Linked DNA regions of Rattus norvegicus: region 2 is linked to region 1. A link is a contact called in public Hi-C data. All regions are on one chromosome and are shown on one strand. Each heading gives the region's core, a stretch centred on a gene start, on an enhancer-like site or on the middle of the called end of the contact. The rest is flanking DNA. Distances are from core to core; before and after follow the strand shown. Region 1 has its middle 12 kb from the start of Dis3l. Region 2 holds the start of Megf11 (multiple EGF-like-domains 11).

What was found. Hi-C and Micro-C count contacts between places; a contact is called where the count stands out from the background.
Region 2: a Hi-C map of kidney shows a contact between it and region 1, with 2.4 times the contacts expected there. The contact joins the promoter of Megf11 here to the enhancer-like site in region 1. A contact is called at or near these places in 6 of 12 Hi-C or Micro-C datasets (the A7r5 cell line, Schwann cells, kidney and 1 more) and 1 of 1 datasets of contacts at active chromatin or transcription factors (oligodendrocytes).

The regions. Positions count from the first base shown.
Region 1 is chr8:73,745,927-73,749,523 of GRCr8, reverse strand. No RefSeq gene overlaps it. Among named protein-coding and RNA genes, the nearest start is that of Dis3l, 12 kb to the right of the region's middle. Within about 2 kb of position 1,438, at least 1 of the 93 cell types and tissues checked has an H3K27ac peak or open chromatin away from gene starts, as enhancers often do. A contact at or near this core is called in kidney, where this site is marked.
Region 2 is chr8:73,785,682-73,789,451 of GRCr8, reverse strand. It overlaps Megf11 (multiple EGF-like-domains 11), which reads right to left and starts at 1,884. Exons shown (of 22, transcript XM_039082458.2): 1 at 1,683-1,884.

The DNA.
Region 1 (3,597 bases), core at 189-2,688:
TTTTTTCAGATGGCGTCTCCTATGCTGTCAAAGTTGATGTTGATCTTCCTATGCAGGATTTCCTAGACTTCAAATCTTCCTGCCTTTTTTTTTTTTTTTTTTTTTTTTTTTTTTTGGTTCTTTTTTTCGGAGCTGGGGACCGAACCCAGGGCCTTGCGCTTCCTAGGTAAGCACTCTACCACTGAGCTAAATCCCCAGCCCCAATCTTCCTGCCTTTTACCTCCTGAATGCTGGAATTGCAAGTATGTGCCACCATGCCCAGATCCATTTAAATATGATATGAGTTCACTGTAGCAAATTTAAAATGCCCCCAAAAGTAATCATTGTCATTGACTTATTTTTCTATATTTTTAATTTTTTTTCATTATACAGGCACAGTAGATTAAATACCTCATGTGTATGTGTCCCTGTCCTTATCCCTGGAGTCTGTGGACATGTCCTAATTTGAACAAGGGTCTTGGCAGATACAATTAAGTTAAGGATGTTGCGATGAAGAGATTAAGCTGGGTTGTCCTGGCAGGGGATGCCTTTACAAAACAAAAAACAAAAAAACAAAAAAAACAAAAACAAAAAAACAAAACAAAACAAACAAAAAACAAAAAAACAAGGCAAATGAGCCAGGGAAGTGGCTCAGCAGATAAAGAACACTTGCTGCACCAGCATGAGGACCCAAGTTCAAACCCCGAGCACCCATGTAAAAACTAGGTGTGGACAAATGCCTGTAAACCAAGCACTAGGCAGTAAGGTAGGCACACTGCAGGGGCTTTCTGGCCATCCAACCTAGCCAGGGCATGGTGAACTCTCAGTTCAGTGAGAGACTCTGTCTCTAGGGATTACAGTGGAAGAGGAAGCCATTCCACATCCCGCTCTGACCTCTGTACCTGTGCCCAAGCATATTTGTGTATACACACGCACACACACAGAAACACACAGGCAAAAGACACACAGAAGAGAAGGATGCACCGTGACTATGAGACCGGTATAGCCTCAGTGGAAGAGTCCTGGCAGCCTCAGCAGCTAGAAGAGGCAAGGGACACTCTCAACCGGCCCTTCAGATAGCTGCGCACTTGGGCTAATTGTTGGTACTGTTGCCAGGTCTTAAGCTGCTCACTGGTCCTCTAGAGTTAGAGCTACTCACAACCCATCAGCAGGAACCGAGAGAGTTATGGGTTACCCTCTAACTGAACATGTGGGGCTTGAGCCAGTCATATGGTGGCTGAGGGCCTCTGGAGCAGCCCATAGATCTTAGAACTACCTCATCCACTGACGGCTTGCTTGCATCCTTCGAGCGCTTATCTGTCACCCAGGGTCAGTGGTACTACTGACTGGACACCTTGAGAGATTTGAGTCACTGACTACTTGGTCCCCTTTACTGACTGCTTAGGTGCTAAGCTGCAGCTACTACCCTGGTGATCCGGCATAGCACTAGGCTAAGTATTAGCCAAGCTGACCCTCGATCAGGCCACCCGTGGCTCATCTGGAATTGCTACCTGGCTTCCTGACACTTGGACTCTCAACCTAATTAAATGGAGTGACCATGGGCAGACTTGCAAGAGTTCAATTGAGGAGATTATTTTTTGGTTTGGTGCCCAAAATCTCCTTCCCCACCTCTGTCATTCATGGGTGGATGGTAGATACATATGTGTGTACAAGTACATGTATGTGTATGTTTTGAGGTCAGAGGACAATCTTGATTGTCATATTTTGAGGCAAGGCCTCTCATTAGCCAACTAGACCAGACTGGCTAGCCAACAAGCCCCAGAAATGTGGCTCTTTCTCTGCCTTCCTATCCCTGGGATCACAAGCACACCCAGGTTGTTTTCTACATGGTTTCTAGCCCAGGTCCTTGTGTTTGCATGGCAAGTTCTTTCCAGACTAAGCCGTGCCTTCAGCCCTCAGTATCAGAATTCTGAATTACACAAACCGACTCTTGAAACACTTGTCTTTCTCGAAGCCCCACAGACAAGCTCCACCTGTTCACTGTGTTGCTCACACCTTGTCCTTTGAGAGTTGTCAGTAGAATTTCCCTGACGTCCATGTTTGGCCTCAAGGAGATTTAAGTCTGAAGTTCTTCCTGTGCTGGGAGAAGTACTTGGGCAATCCCCTCTACTCCTCCTCACTGCCTCTCCTGTCACTTCCCCCTCCCATCCCCACTGGCCCTGGATGACAGACAAGCTGCCCAACGGATGCAGCCTCTGGAGAGAGTCCTGCCGGACTTTGGGTTTCTGGCCTCCAGAACCATGGCAGAATAAATCTGTTTTCCCAAGTTTGTTGTAGTTTGACACAGCAGTCCTGGGAAGCAAATCCAAACAACACACAAACATTTGTGACAGTCAGCTTTTCATCACTGTGACAAATCCCCTAGAGAAACAACTCAGATAGCAAAAAGTGATTTGGGCTCGTGGTTTCAGTTCATGATTGGCTGACTCTCTGTCTTTAGTCTGAGGTGAAGCAGTACACCATGGCAAGAGGGGGCAGATTGGGGTCTGTCTTTGTGATCAAATACGCTTAAAAAAAAAACAACCTAAGGGAGAAAGGGTTTGCTTGAGCTCCCAGATCAAAGGTGTTGTCCTTCCTGACAGGGAAGCCGTGGTGTCAGAGTGTGAGGTGGCAGCATAGGTGGCAGCAGTGAGGAACGGAGAGAGGTGAATGACAGTACTCAGCTCACCCTCTTTTTATCCAGCCCAGGCCCCCAGCCCCCAGAATGGTGCTGCTCAGATGTAAGGTAGGGGTTGTGTCACCCTGGGGAATCTGATCTACAAAGTCCCTCACAGGCATGTGAACAAATCACTACCACAGACTAATCTTTCCCCCCAGTGCCTGGCTCTTTTTTAATTTTTTAAAAGTAGTTTTGTGTTTATGTTTTTGCCACCAGTATGGGTGTCCAAAGGGGACAGAAGGTTTTAGAACTCCTGGATCTGGAGTTACGGGAAGTTTCTCTTTGCCCAATCCTCTGGATGAGCAGTATGTGCTTCTAACCTCTGAGGAATCTCTTCAGGCCCAACGTGTTCTTCTTTGAGTTAACTATGTCTCAAGGACACATCTAAACAAGATTTGCCTTTTCCTTCTCACTGATCCAGCGTGTTCTGAGTGTGATCTGTCATTGGTGTCATGGGTTTTAAACGTATTGGGGAAACAATATTATAATGGAACGCTGGAGCTGGCCCCTTCCCTTTGCTACAACTGAAGTCATTGTGTATGTGTGGGTAGACATATGTATGTATGGGCATGCACATACAGATACATTTAAGGTTGCTGCTTCTCCACCATGTCCGGCTTTCCACTTTCTGCCCTCAGAACTGAATGTGACTGAATGAGTGCTTTGACTAGTGATGGACGGACAGAGGTCAGTGGTGTCCTTTAGAACTGCAAGAAGGAGTGTCCCACCTGCTTCGTTCATTTCCCCCCTGAAATACAGTCGGAGTTCCATCTGCCAACTCTCCTGGTGAGGATGACAGATGGACCAGGGAGACGCATGGTTTGGTTGAGGAATGTTCCCATAGTGCTGAATTCACAAAAATCCGAGGGAGTTTTGTTTCTGTAGCACATCTCAGACAACCACCGTGGATTCTAATATATGAAACATATCTCACATGT
Region 2 (3,770 bases), core at 635-3,134, 39 kb before region 1:
GTTAAAGGCTTCAATTTTCTAGGGGCTTAATTAAACCATGTCTGAGCAAGAGTAAGAGCCCGGTGCTTGGTGAACACCGCAGGAGAATCCGCCAAAGGAACGGAAGGCTCCTAGGCTGGAGGTTAATGTCAATGCTCTGGAGCACTGAACTCAACCTTCGGGGCGGGGTCCATGGCCGGTAGGCGATCCTCTCTGCAAATACCTCCAGCTATTTTGCTACTTCTAAACCTCCGCTAAGCCTCACAAAAGATCATTTCGGACTGCAGTCCAACACGGACGGAAAGCAGGAAAGCGATGAGGGTCTGCGAATCCAGCCTCTGGACTCCTGGAGCCAAAACGCCATCGGGGCAGGCTCGGACAGTCCCGGCCGCCTGCCGCGCGCCACCACCTGGTCAGGACATTATCCCCAGTTTCCCCCAGGAGAGTGATGGGCGCGGATGCACGGGCACAAGTATCCTTGCCACAGAGAGCTGGGAAGGCGGGAAGCCCTACCCCCCTGGTAAGCATCTTCCAACCTGCGGGAGGCCCTGCTTTATGGGCTCCGAGAGGGACCATGCGTGGGAGAATCTGATCCCAGTCACTTGGACCGGTTTTCTCGAGAGCATCACCAGCCCGGAAGGAGGCCGGCTGGCCTCGCAGCAGGCACTCATGGGGACGGATTCTGAGACGCTACGACAGTGGGATGGAGCGTGGGAGTCAGTTCCAGGAAAAAGCAGCTGGGGTTCGAAGGCTCCGGGACCCGCTAGGCGGAAACCCAGCGCTCCCAGACTACAGACGGATGGTGACTCCGTCCCACTCTCGACCTTGATCCGGGAAGGAACGGTTTTACCTATTTTTAAGTCCTTTTTCCCCCCTAAAAAATTAAGAGACTAAATCAAGTCTTAGAGGAAGGTGGCTGCGCAGGGTTGCCGCTAGGACCACTGTGACCCCATCTACAACACTACTGCTCGCGATTGGGAGCGAAGTTAGGAACTTCGGGACAGCCACCCACGAGCGCAGGAGGAGGGACTCGCTTCTCTTTTAACTTTGGGTGTTGGGGTCTCCACCAAGGGTCGGAGGTATGTCATCAGGGACGACCTGCGGGACTGCAGAGTGTCCGGGATTCCTTCGGTGAAAGTGGGTAGACAGGATCAGGAAAAAAAAGAGAGTGAGTTCACGTTGCGCGTGGCACCGGCTGGGCTTGGGCTCCGCGGGGACCTGCGCGCGGCCCCGCAGCTCTGCGTCCCGACCCGGATCGGAAGGACGCGGCGCGGGGCGAAGGTCCAGCACATCTAGAATGGCTCTCGGCCGGGAGACCCCAGATTCATGCAGAGCTGGCAGGTTCCTTCTTCTGGACACCCGCACCGCGACTCTCGGGTCTTCCCCCGCACGTGGAGGCGCGGCGGCCGCTGCGTCCTGACTGCGGCCGGAGGACGCGCGCCTGGCCCAGCCGAGGCTCTCCACGTCTCGCATAGACCCCCCGGGCGCTCCCCCAAGCTCAGCCATCCACCTTCTGCCCCTCGCCAAACTCGCCTTCCAGAGCCCGGACCTGGCCAGGGCAGTCTACGGACCCACGGAGCTAGTGGAAAGTTAGTCGCCACGCTGCAAAGCCCCCTCCCCTGGACAGGAACCCACACCCCGGCCCAATGCACCCACAGTGCTCCGAGGCTCCGGGTCCCCGCGGACCCCACCCAGCCATTTACCTGCTTCCACGGCGCGCCCAGGGCTTGGGCCAGCCAGTCGCACGATCCTATCCCCCGGAGCCGGAGCGGTTTCAGGTCCCCAGGCAGGAGCGGGAGCTGCGAACCGCCCCGAGCCGGGAAGCCGGCTCCGGGCACTGAGAACGAGTGAGCAAGCAGGAGGCTGGAGCCGCTGCGACTGCTGCCACGGCAGCCCCCACCCCCTGCGTCCCTCGGCCCCTCCCTCTTCCCTCCTCCCTCCTCTCTCCCTCTCCCTCCCACCTCCTTTCAGACCCTGCGATCGCGCTCGTTCCCTCGCTCTTTTTCCTGGCTTTCTCTCTGCCAGTTGCCTCCTTTAATTCCTTCTGCTCTCTTCTCACTTCCCTACTCTGCATCCACCCGTTTTCGTTCTTTTACCGTTTTTCCCGCTCCTTCTTTTCTGTAGCTCTTCCTTTTTTTTTACCCCTCTTTCTCTTCCCGGCTCCCCTTTTTTTCTTCCGACCAAGCGGTCAGCGTAGCCTCTGCCCCTGTTCTTTGAAGCCGCTCTGGCTGGGGAAGCCAGCTCACAATGGAAGGAATCAAGGAATATGCCCCCAAACTGAGCTTTTAACAAGCTGAGGACAAACACCCAGGGAAAGCAAGAGAAGCAAAGAACTCAATGTGCAGAACACGCTACTCTGAGCTGCACAGGGTAAAGTGCAAATATCCAGGCCCCAGAGCAAAAAGGTGCCATGCTATGGTCAACTCCAAAGGCTGGTCTTCAAACAGGGGACTCGATGGGGGCGGGAGGGGAGGGTGCATGTTAATGACAGGGTGTCAGAGGCCTGGCACTGCCCCCAGAGTCACCTGGAAGACTTCAATCTAATGTGACACCTTAGACTACACCACACAGTGCTTCTAGTGGGTCCTGTCCAGGTGGTGGGAACAACTGGCCATTGGGAATGTCACAGAAAACCCCAACTCCTCTCCAAGATGTGAGAGGCTCACTCCTGCTTCCCCGTTTGCAAGAAGTGGGGGTGGTGAGGTGTTTCCTTCCCTTGAAGTGAGGAGTCCCACACTTGGGAAAGGTGGCCTGTCCCTGGAAGGAGAATTTTGCCACTAAAGCAGGCAGATTATCTTTGACTTTGGGACAAGTCACTCAGTCCAGGCTCCTATGCATCCTGAGGAACAAACTCTTTCCCCAGGATCATCCCCTGTCATCTGCCCATTTCATTTCCCATTGACCCACAGCAGACAGTCCTGTTCTGGAAGCACCAGCCCAGGTTTCTACCAGGCCATCTTCATCCAGTAACTGCTGGGACCCCTGCAGGAATGGTGTGAGCAGAGATCTTTATATTGGGGTTTCAGGTCCCCAAACTCCATATCAGCCTCCCTGGCAGTTCTTTACCTCGGAATGTCAAGTTAAATGGATAAGTGATGTCACAGCCACTGCTCACAACATAGAAGCAGAGCTTGAGACAGGGTAAGGCACTTAGCCAACACCCGGGCACTCACACCCGCCAGAATGAGTCCCTCCTTAAATTCTACACCCCAGGAGCTTCCTGCCCCCTCTCTAGTGCTCTAGGTTCTCCTTTGTAGGACCAATATCTAGTTGATATATGAAGTTCCCCATCTGGCAGCGAGGAGACCAAATTGAGCATTGAAAAAAAGTCCCCAACTCCATAGCTCTAAGGTGTTTGAGTCTCACACTGGGAGGCCAGCTCCACTCACTATGACACTCAAAAGATCACTTGGTCCCTCCAGCCTCGGTTTCCCTGTTTGTAACACAGGATTGCTGACAGTACCACAAGCCTTCTGAGGATTAAACCAAAAGCCCATTTCCTGGAACAGTGAATGGTGGCACTGGGCCACTGTCTGCAGTTAATATTAACTTAATTAAAATTAAACTAGGATTGCACAGCATCCTCTGCACATTGGCTCTTGGATTCTGAGCTCCACCTCTACCTTGCCTCTCACTTGACTTCTGTGTGGTAGCTACCCATGTCTAAGTGGGCCCCTGGATTCACAGAGGTGGGTGGGTCTTTCTGGATAACCATTGTACTCAAGAACAACGCAAGCAGGCTGTCCTACACCTCTCGTTTCTTGGCTGCACTCACACACTGCCAGGCAGGA